2 separate regions of the Astyanax mexicanus genome follow, and region 1 is linked to region 2. The links are chromatin contacts, called in public Hi-C maps. All regions are on one chromosome and are shown on one strand. Each heading gives the region's core, a stretch centred on a gene start, on an enhancer-like site or on the middle of the called end of the contact. The rest is flanking DNA. Distances are from core to core; before and after follow the strand shown. Region 1 overlaps notch3 (notch receptor 3). Region 2 overlaps rdh8a (retinol dehydrogenase 8a).

Evidence for each region. A called contact is a pair of places that touch in the nucleus more often than the background predicts.
Region 1: a contact with region 2 is called in a Hi-C map of muscle, with 19 times the contacts expected there. The contact joins two enhancer-like sites. A contact is called at or near these places in 2 of 3 Hi-C or Micro-C datasets (both in muscle).

Annotation. Positions count from the first base shown.
Region 1 is chr3:4,677,908-4,683,447 of AstMex3_surface, reverse strand. It overlaps notch3 (notch receptor 3), which reads right to left. Exons shown (of 33, transcript XM_007229075.4): 14 at 5,143-5,288; 15 at 4,055-4,288; 16 at 3,057-3,209; 17 at 2,700-2,928; 18 at 2,404-2,605; 19 at 1,561-1,711; 20 at 1,226-1,410; 21 at 816-948; 22 at 1-54. Among protein-coding and RNA genes, the nearest start is that of zmp:0000001048, 24 kb to the left of the region's middle. Within about 2 kb of position 4,182, the one cell type or tissue checked has an H3K27ac peak away from gene starts, as active enhancers do.
Region 2 is chr3:4,536,741-4,542,704 of AstMex3_surface, reverse strand. rdh8a (retinol dehydrogenase 8a) reads right to left here. Exons shown (of 6, transcript XM_022668035.2): 4 at 4,757-4,850; 5 at 4,475-4,658; 6 at 1,132-3,262. The coding sequence ends at 3,035. Among protein-coding and RNA genes, the nearest start is that of rdh8a, 11 kb to the right of the region's middle. Within about 2 kb of position 3,069, the one cell type or tissue checked has an H3K27ac peak away from gene starts, as active enhancers do.

The DNA of each region.
Region 1 (5,540 bases), core at 2,933-5,432, 140 kb before region 2:
CACGAGGCCTTGTGGGAGTGGCACAGTCGTCCTCATTTATCTCACAGAGAACCCCTAAAGAGACAAATATATCATCACTATTATATACTGTAGCTGTAGCTTGGGTGATACGGCCCTAAAATAATAATACAATATTTCATGGTATTTTCGTGATAATGTTATTCTTGGCAATATGACAAAACAAGAATGACTACTGTAACAAATTAAACGTTAAAAAAATATGAATTTTATCAGATGCATTCCAAATATCTCCATACAGCTCTAAAATAAAATAAGAGACCACTTAAAAATGATGAGCTTCTTAGATTTTACCAAATTGAAAATCTCTGGAATATAATCAAGAGAAAGATGGATGATCAAAAGCCATCAAACCACCAAACTGAACTGCTTGACATTTTGCACCAGATGTGGCATAAATTATACAAAAGCAGTGTGTAAGACTGGTGGAGGAGGACATGCAAAGATGCATAAAAACTGTGATTAAAAAAACAGGGTTATTACACCAAATATTGATTTCTGAACTCTTAAAACTTTATGAATATAAACTTGTTTTCTGAAAGCTCTGCAGCTCTTTTGTTTTTTTCAGCCATTCCTCAAAAAATGCTCTAAATCACAATATTTATATTTGGAATTTGGGAGAAATGTTGTTTGCAGTTTATAGAATAAAAGAACAAAGTTCATTTTACTTTAACATATACCTATACATAGCAAAATCAGAGCAACTGAAGTGGTCTCTTAATATTTTCCAGAGCTGTATATCCAGGATTAAAGTAAAATGAATGGTACTGAATACTGATGGGGGTTTTTAGACTTACCCATTGTGCCAGGAGGGCAGGAGCAGATGTAGTGGCCCACCAGATCAATGCAGGTACCTCCATTCTGACAGGGGTGGGAGCGGCACTCGTTGATCTCCCTCTCGCAGTTCTGTCCCTCGTACCCGGGCATACACTGTCAAAATGTAGAAACAATACAGTGAATGAGTGGACTGACTCTTAGTCTAGAGAAGTACTAGAAAAGTGCACTTTTTGATTGGTAACACAGAATAATTATCCAGCCTAAACCGTTCCTAGTTACAGATAATAGCTATGGGGGTTCCTAGGTTGTTGCTAGCTTGTTACTGTGGGTTGCTCTGGTATTCCAGATGTGTTGGTATGTAGCAACACCCACTCCTAGGTGTTCATTAAAGTCTTTGTTAATAGAACAAATTTTGTGTGCTGCCACTTACATCACATGTGTAACCTCCCACATAGCCCCTGCAGGTGGCGCCATTGAGACACGGTTTGTCCTCGCAGTGATCCACCTGACTCTCGCAGTAGCTGCCAGTGTAATCGTTAGGGCACTTGCAGTAGTGTGTGTTCCCAGTGTTCACACAGTGTCCGCCGCGATGACAAAGCTCATCTGTCTGAAGACCTGAAGCAGCACAGAGGAACAGTTACTCTACTGCACACAGTTACATTACAGTCCTTTATAGCTGTTTTGAACTGCATTAAATGAGAACTACATTATTCGAATCCAGAATTGATGACTTTAAGTACAGTTAATGTTTGAGATCACACAAACCTCTCTGCATGGCAGCCATCTCACAGGAGACCCCAGGGATGTCACAGTAACGTCCAGACCATCCACCTACACAGTCACAGGAGCCGTCTTTAGGCCTGCAGCGGCCACCGTTTTGGCAGGGGTTTGAATGCCTGCACCAGTCCACTCGCACCTGTACAACCACACAAAGATATTTAAACAGACTGAATTAGGCCAGCAAAGATCTGAATAAAATTATGGTTTTATTGTTAACAGTGAAAAATGCTGTCAATTTGTTAACTTTTCTACACTTTCTACACTTGCACCATATTTTTCACACTATAAGGCGCACTATCAATAAACGTCCATTTTCTGTTCTATTTTCAAACATAAAGCGCATCGGATTGTAAGCCGCATTATGCGACACTAGTAAGGAGCAGGGGTGTCGCTATGTTTTTCTTTCTAATTTAGCAGCTCTCGCCTCTGGGTCGGTACACAGGGGAATCCTGAGTGTTCTGGTAAGCCAGGGTGATTTTAGCCCACGTAGCTTGTTTTAACACAGTAAACACGCTGACTAGAGTCCAATATACTCACCTCTGAATGGCGAAAGAGCTAGTGCTCTTTGCTAGGAAACTAAACTGAAACTCCTGTATAACGCTGTACTTCAGCGGAGTGGCTTTACTGCTCCTTAATACTTGACTTTGTATAATTTATACATAAAGTGCACCGGATTATAAGGCGCACTGACTTTTTGGAAAAATGAAAGGATTTTAAGTGTGCCTTATGTGTGAAAAATACATAAGATACAGTATTTGTATATAATGTGAATACTGAATGGATACACTAATTCTTTAGCTTAATCCAGGTTAAGGCTGGAGTGTTTACCTGGCAGCGGCTGCCGGTGTAGCCCTTCGGACAGGAGCAGCGGAAGGACTCCAGGCCATCTTGGCACACTCCTCCGTTAAGGCAGGGCTGTGAGTCGCACTCGTTCACCTCATACTGACAGTGTTCTCCTGTGAAGCCCACGCGGCATGTGCAGGAAAAGCCATTGATCTTATCCACACAGGTTCCACCGTTAAAGCACGAGCTGTAGAACATCCAGAGCAGAGAGGTTAGCACCGTTCCTGACCATACCTGAACATTTCAGACCTCAAAGAACCAAAAAGCCTGAGATCTCTCACCTCTCAGTGCAGTCCATTGCGTTGGTCTCGCAGTGGAGGCCGGTGAAGCCTGGCTTGCAGGTGCAGGTGTAGCTGTTGACGTAGTCGGTGCAGGTGCCTCCGTTCTTGCAGGGGGCGCTCTGGCACTCGTCTACTTCTATGGCACACCGTGGGCCTGTGAAGCCGGGCAGGCAGGTACAGTAGAAGGTGTTGATTCCATCTGTGCAGGAGCCTCCGCTCATGCAGGGGTCTGCGGGGGGGGAGAGGAGGAGGAGAATGAGGAGTTAAAGGAGTCAAAGACTGAGGAATGCAGCTTTTATATATGTGTGTATAGGTATCAGAGAAACATTGTTGTAGAAACGATGTGAAGTTACTCACTTGGGAGGCAGTCGTTGATGTCGGTTTCACAGTTGGGTCCAGAGTATCCTCCACGGCACGAGCATACGTAGCCTCCCAGCGTGTTGGTGCAGGTGCCGCGGTTCTTACAGGGGTTCGAGGCGCATTCATTTACATCAATGTTACACAGATGACCTGCAGAGACACAGAGCATATTTAGACTAGAGCCCTATTAGTTTTAGGGATACGTTTCTCAGGGCGATGTCTGTAAAAAATACTTCACACTTCTACTCTTGCATCTGGACTGCAATTAAAAAAACATGACATCGCGTTCAGTAGCTCCTCCATTTCCACTCGCTGTTGTGTTTGCGTTGATCTCCGTGTAAATGCACGCCCGATGTGTAATTTCAGTGCGTGGCAGTGAACATATAGCTATTTTATTAAATGCAAAGTGATGAAACTCAGAGATGTGCGTCCGGACGGGACTAAAATTATCGGAGGACCATGGAGTTTAGCAAAAACAGTAGATAATTCAGCCTGTAATTTTCTTAGAGGACGTCTATAAGGCCTCAGTTTAAACTAACTTCAGCAGCTCTCTGCAGTAATTTAACTTAAATCACGGGTAATGTAGTTAATATAGTTTTTATTAGTTAGTGTTTAAACTGTACAGAACTAGTAAAGACAGACTGTAGAGTATAGTGTGGAGTTAAATGTCTTTCTCAAGTCCCACCCACACTGAAACCTCATTGGTCAACTGAGCATGAGGAAAAGCCAATCAGGGTGCTCAGGATTTGTCTTTCCTTTTTTTCCTCTTGAGTGAGCTCTCTCTCTCATTCCATCACACATTAACGATGTGTTGGGAATGAAATAGTTTATAGTCAATGCTGTCGATTGCACAACTAATCGATGCAGCCCTAATTTACAAAAACTGTATATCTGCACAGCTAAAATATCAATCATCTGAATAAGCTTCTAAAAGACACCATGTGTCAATTTTATTCATACATGCATGCATCCAAACCAACGACAGGATCCCTTACCTTGCCATCCTGGCTGGCAGTTGCACTGGTAGCCGAAGTAGTCAGGCGTGTGTGTGCAGACAGCGTGGTTAGAGCAGGGATTAGGTGAGCAGGGTGTGAGCACCTCAGCACAGGTGGGTCCGCTGTAAGGAGCCTCACACAGGCATGTGAAACTGGCCACACCGTCCACACACGTTCCCTGATTCAGGCAGGGGCTGGAAGCGCACTCGTTGATGTTCACCTGGCACTGATTACCTGAGGAGAAGGAGGAGGAAGAGAGAAAGAAAAACAGGAGTGAGAAAGAGACACAGAAAGTGAGGATGTACACTATGAAAAACTATAATGCAAATCATACAATTACCTGTAGGGGGCGACATGGCCCAAGCATTAATGTCTTTGAATTTATATGTAAATACAGCTCTGGAGAAAATTAAGAGACCACTTCAGTTTTTAAATCAATTTCTCTGATTTTGCTATTTACAGGTTTATGTTTGAGTAAAATGAACATTGTTGTATTCTATAAACTACGGACAACATTTCTCACAAATCCCCCCCCCCCCCAAATATATCATTTATCATTATTTATTTGCAGAAAATGAGAAATGGCTCAAATAATGCAAATAAAACAAGTTCATAATTATAAAGTTTTAAGAGTTCAGAAATCAATATTTGGTGGAATAACCCTGTTTTTTAATCACAGTTTTCATGCATCTTGGCATGTTCTCCTCCACCAGTCTTACACACTGCTTTTGGATAACTTTATGCCTTAAACTCCTGGTGCAAAACTTCAAGAAGTTCAGTTTGGTTTGATGGCTTGTGATCATCAATTTTCCTCTTGATTTTATTTCAGAGGTTTTCAATTTGGTAAAATCAAAGAAACACATCATTTTTAAGTGGTCTCTTATTTTTTTACAGAGCTGTTTATACGTTTAGACAGAGATTTGGAATACATGACATTGTAAAGGAGATTAAATAACACATTTAAATACTTGTAATGATCTTTCATTACTTCTTTTTAGGACTTTGCTAGGCTTTGCTTAATCGCTAGCAGGAATGTCAGAGCTGTCATGTATTATGAATTAAGGGAATTATCTGGATGTAACACCCACCTCTGAAGCCCTGTCGGCACTTGCAGGTGAAGCCGTTGAGCTGGTCGATGCAGGTGCCTGCATTCTGGCAGGGGTTGGGCAGGCAGTCATTGCGGTCTAGGTCACAGTTCTTCCCCACCCAGCCTGGCTCACACTCACAGCGGTACCTGCGCAATACAATCCAGTGTCATTCACTGTCAGGTTTGTATCCACCTTCTAAATATATATATACATTTATATATATATATCTTATTATTAGTACACATCCTTATGTGGCTAACAATAAATAAAAGAACTATCTAAGTTAGCACAGCATTACTTTTATATATATAATTATTTAAAACAGAGCTTTAAATAAGGCCAATTCTAAAAGCACAAAAGCAAAAAAGTCTTGACTTCTCCATTTATCCATGGTTCAT
Region 2 (5,964 bases), core at 1,820-4,319:
TGTTCAGAAAAATATATATCTACTGCTCTCCAAACCATCACTGATCATCAGTAAATTTTACATCTCATTTCTAAATCAAGGGATCAGAGTCTGGAGGAAGAGTGGAGAGACGCACAGTCCAAACTGCTCGAGGTCTAGTGTGAAGTTTCCACCAATCAGTGATGGTTTAGAGAGACATGTGCAACATCTGCTGGTGTTGATCCACTGTGTTTTATTATCAAGTCTAAAGTCAGTGCAGTTTTGTTTTCTCGCAAAATCTTACAGCACTTCATGCTTCCCTCTGCTACTGACAACTTTTATGGAGATGCGGATTTCATTTTCCAGCAGGACTTGGCACACTGCCCACACTGCCAAAAGTACCAACTGGTCTTATATAATATTCAAAGTTTCTGAGACACAGATTTTTGGGTTTTCATTGGCTGTAAGCTTCATAATCATCAACAATAAAAGAAATAAAATAGATCCCTCTGTGTGTAATACATCTATATAATATATGAGTTTCAAATTTTCAACTGAATTACTGAAATAAAGTAACTTTGTAATTATATTTAATTTTTTGGAGATGCACTAGTATTTGCACACACGACACTTCACTATTACAAACAAATAGAGCAATAAAACGTAAAGTGTAATCAATGTGGCTCAGTAGCTCGACTTCACAGGATATGTAATTTGTTCTCTGTTAAAAATGTTCAGTTTTCAGTGAATATTAAAAAAAAAAAAAAAATTTTAAAACAAGACAAATAATAAATTTTGGCATTTAATTAATACAATGGTGGAAAAAGCCAAGTGAATGATTTAGTTTACAATAGGAAAAATCAAGTGGTCCAATTTTCCATAAAAAATGGGAACCCAGAGGAAGATAATATTTTCTAGGTTTGGGAACACCTTTTACACTTGACGTTTAGTTATTTTAACAAAACAGTAAATAAGAAATTCTGCCATTTGAAGGTGCAGTTAATTTCTGAACTAACCTAATCTATATGCATTAAAACTGAATAAGGATTCATACTACAGTTCCTCCAGTATTTTCCACCCCATTACTCTCTCAGAAAATTGGCCAGCCGACAAAAAACATACATGACTGTTAAAGGATACAGCAGTAGTACAATAATAAACTTTACATTCCTCTCCAATTATTGTGTTTTATTTAGAAATCAATAGATCTTTAGACATTTATATTATTAACCTTAATATTCACATTGATATTTATCCACATTTCCCACACAGCCTGGGTGAAAATCAGTGATTAAAGAACGAGAAAATGTTCAAAGAAGCTTAAACAGAGTTTCACAATAGAGTTCACTGAAATCATTAGCCTGAACAAAAGCAGCTAGAGAATTAGCCTTGAGAATTAGTCTCACACGGTGAATTAGCTTTTTTTAGACTGGCTGCGTTTATCTCATATTACATTTTCAAATTCCAAAACTTTAGTATCACTCCTCATAAATAAAACAATAATTTATCATTCACTCTTTAAAATAAAGGTGCTTTAAAGTTTTTTGTTTGTTTGTAATACAATGAAGCTTTTTTACATTCAGTGAAGATTTTTAAGACCTTTAAAAGTTTCTTTACATAATATTTAAAGTATAATCCTCAAACAATTAAGAACACTGTGCGAACAAAAGCATTAGGACACATTTTCATTCATTGATTCTTATAAAATCTGGGGTATTAATAAAAGTTAGTCCTGCTTTTGGTGAAGAAATTGTCTTTAATGTCCAGGAAAGGCTCTCTATTCAATTTTGCAGCATTTTACTGTGAGCATTTGATTGCATTCAGCAACAGGACTGTTAGTGAAGTCTGGTGCTTGTACATTTATCTGCTCCAGAGGGACGTAAAATACTGAATTAATTTATTAGACAGAATGTTCACAAACTTTTCGACAAAACAGTGCGATTTAGCATAAAAAATCATGTTTTTTTTAGCATGTTTTGGTATTAAAGGTTTTAAAGTAGCATTTTAGGTCTGTTTATAGTGTTTATGGAATTATTTAAAAATATTTAGTTTTGAAAAGGAAGCCATGTTAAAGTGTTAAAGTTGCCGTAATATACTGCGAAACCATCAGAATCTTGAAAAATACCGTGATATACAGCTCTGTAAAAAAAATAAGAGACCACTTCAGTTTCTGAATCAGTTTATCTGACTTTGCTATTTATAGGTTTATGTTTAAGTAAAATGAACAGACAACATTTCTCCCAAATTCCAATAAATATATTGTTATTTAGTCATTTAGAGCAGAATTAATTGCAGTAAATGAGAAATGGCTGAAATAACAAAAAATATGCAGAGCTTTCAGACCTCAAATAATGCAGAGAAAACAAGTTCATATTCATATTAAGAGTTTTAAGAGTTCAAAAATCAATATTTGGTGGAATAACCCTGGTTTTTAACAGTTTTCATGCATCTTGGCATCATGTTCTCCTCCACCAGTCTTACACACTGCTTTGGGATAACTTTATGCTGCTTTACTCCTGGTGCAAAAAATTCAACAAGCAGTTCAGTTTGGTGGTTTGATGGCTTGTGATCATCTATCTTCCTCTTGATTATATTCCAGAGGTTTTCAATTTGGTAAAATCAAAGAAACTCATCATTTTTAAGTGGTTTCTTATTTTTTTTCAGAGCTCTGGACCAGGACTGGAATTCTATTAAAGTTCTATGGAAGCTTCTTTATTTTAAAGAGTGCTGACCCTCTTTAACACTTTCTGCTATAAGCAGTAAACCTGTTTGAGTCCTGGGTTCCACCTGGGGAGCAGAATTTGCTTCTTTACTCTACACAATCTCCCCTGATTCACACAAATGAATGATTATTTAGTGGGTAAGTTCAGGTCAGGATCAGGTGTGTCAGATCGGAGAACACACACTCTTCTAAGGCACATTTTAGAAACCCTTAGAACACATGAAAGCATACAGTATATGATCATGTTCACGTGTAGAACCCTGATCACCAGGGTCCGTTACGCTAATCCAGACGTTCTGAGGTACGGTTGGTGCGTCTCTGCCGTGGGCTCGCTGCTGCCCTCTCTCCCCTCCTTCAGTCAGGTGAGATGGTGCGCCTGCGCAGGCAGCTGCAGGTCAGGCATTTGAGGATGCTCATGGTGATGTGCATCAGGGAGCCGAAATTGAACAGCAGGTTGTAGAAGGTGTGGACGGACAGGCCTCCGGTCTCGTCTGCGTACTTCATGGCCACGATGGGTGTGTACAGGCTGTTGGTGAGGTTCCGAAACCGAGGACTAGTCGACTCGATGACCTTCTTGGTGCACTGAGGAAGAAAAAGAAGTTTAAACTATTTTTTGTATCTAATTCTAACAAGAATTTGGCACATAAATAATAGGTGTTTTAAGGTGTCTATCCACTAAAATCCACTTGTTCTTGTTCTTTGTAAAACACAGTAGGTCTCTCTGAGTTGTTTATGATGCTGCACATGATGAAACTCTTCCTCAAACTCCATTGTCTGCAGTAGCTAGTAAAATATAAAAGAAAACGAGTCGATCAGGAAAAGCACAGTGTCTACGTCAACCTGCTAATTAGTATTCATGGCCTCCAACACCTCGGCTCGGGACCGCCCACAGGCAGAGCTGAAGCCGGGCAGAGACTCCGTCTCGTCAGATAGGAAGAGCTAACAGCGCTAGGAACAGCATGCAGTTCGTTCCTGTGTTATTTGTGCGAATAACACATCAGTTTTCTTTGCTTTGCCCAGTAACTCAGAGCTAAGGAACAAATGCGTCTGTGAAACTCCACCAGCAAAGTACAATTGCGATTGTACTAGATGTATTTGTAAAAAGTGGATTTTTTACTTTCTGGACCTGGACTACCCACCTCTGTGTGCAAGTAACTATAGGTTTACATAGAATATCCGGTGGATTTTGTGTTTTACAGAGACTCTAAGACTAGGTCTGACTAGGCTGAACTGCACTTAGCAGAACATTAATTTATGCATGTTGTAAAGTGACATATGACACTCCACAGACTGTTATTAGTGTAAAAATGTCTTTATTTTAAAACGTTTCTAACTGTTTTCCGTCTCACTGCCTTGTAGTGCTGTTAGCCAATCAGAACCTTGAACAAATGAGGGAATGAGACCTTTAAGAACTCCAGCTGCACCCCTGTGTCTGATCCACTGAAACAGATAGTCTATATTCTGTTAAAGTTAACTATAACATTAAAGTGCTCTTATACGGTCAAATGGAAATGAGTACAATAACAAGAGTTTGTTTTAAGGAATGATTAAAGCCTTCATCAACAATTATCAACTGGAATGCGCATAATCACCATCAGCTTTATATCTACATTTCCTTTGTCTGTCTTTTATATGTCATCTGTCTAATTAATTACAGTTAATTACAATTACCTGTTTTGAAAAACTGTGATTTAATAACATTTCACGAAATTCAAAAGCAGCAGCAGCGGCAAGACGCTTCAGTCATGTGCTGGTTGTTTGGTCATGAGATAAGGGCCAAAGGTCTTCGCTTACTTTAGCTATGTCTTCTGGCATCTGCCCCATCGCCTCGAAGATATCGATGGAGGACGGCATGTACACGTCCTTAAAGTATCTGACCGTGTCCGGGTCCGTCCCAGGAAAATCCATCTTGGCCACGTCGTCCATCATCTTGGACTCGAACTCTGTGTGCACGGGCCCTGGCTCAATCAGAGACAGCCTGGGGGAAAGATGAAATATGAAGATGGCACTTTAGCTAATCCACTTAGATCCACTTGGACATGAACAAAAGCTTCTGTGAAGAAGGAGAGTACAGACTTCACATTAAACTTGAGCAGCTGCACTGCCATGCTTTCACAGAAGCCCTCGATGGCAAACTTGGAGGCTGTGTAGACGTCGTTAAACACCACTCCTGTAGACATTTCAGCCACACAGACAGATTTCAGGCTCACGAATACACAGACTCAGACTCAAGCCTGATTTCTACTTCTGTGTAGATGCAGCACTGTGTATCTCTGTATCTGCATGGGTGCCGTATGCACATTATAGTTAATATCTAACCAGTTTTTTAATCACAGTTTTCTTTTCATGCATCTTGGCATGTTCTCCTCCACCTGTCTTACACACTGCTTTTGGATAACTTCATGCCTTTACTCCTGGTGCAAAAATTCAAGCAGCTCAGCTTGCTTTGATGGCTTGTGATGATCCATCTTCCTCTTGATTATATTCTAGAGGTTTTCAATTTTAGTAAAATCAAAGAAACTCTAAATTTTAAGTGCTATCTTATTTTGTTCTAGAGCTGTATATATATGATATTTGTAATTGATGATGTGACACAGATACACAGTTGTCTACACAGAGTATAAATCAGCCTTTTACACAAAACAAAAGCTTTTCCCAAAAATCTAGAAGCATTTTTATGTTTCTACAATTAATCGATTTATTAACAGCCAATGACTGTAGAAAACATTGATTCCAACACTATGATTCCACTAACTCTGTTCTATAGAAATAAAGCCAACACTGTCTGCCATGTTGTCAAATTTGACACCAGAGGCAAAGACAGACTTGTCTACTCATTTTATAGACCCACCCCCTTCTCCCAGACCAATCATGTCTCAGACATCCTTCATTAAGGCTACAACTCAGCTTACAACTCAGCTACTCCATGTAATGAAAAATAAGATTTTAAAAACGACATGTTTATATAATAAAACTATAATTAGCATAGGGTAAAAATATTGTATTTTTTGCACTATAAAGCAAACTGGATTATAAGGCACACTATTAATGAACGTCTTTTTTGTGGTCTATTTTTATATTTAAGGTGCACTGGAATATAAAGCGCATTATGCGACACCAGTAAGGAACAGGGGTGTCGCCATGGTTTCCTTCTAATTTACCAGATATTGCTTGTTACAAATAACAAGCAGTTCAGTTTGGTGGTTTGATGGCTTGTGATCATCCATCTTCCTCTTGATTATATTCCAGAGGTTTTCACTTTGGTAAAATCAAAGAAACTCATC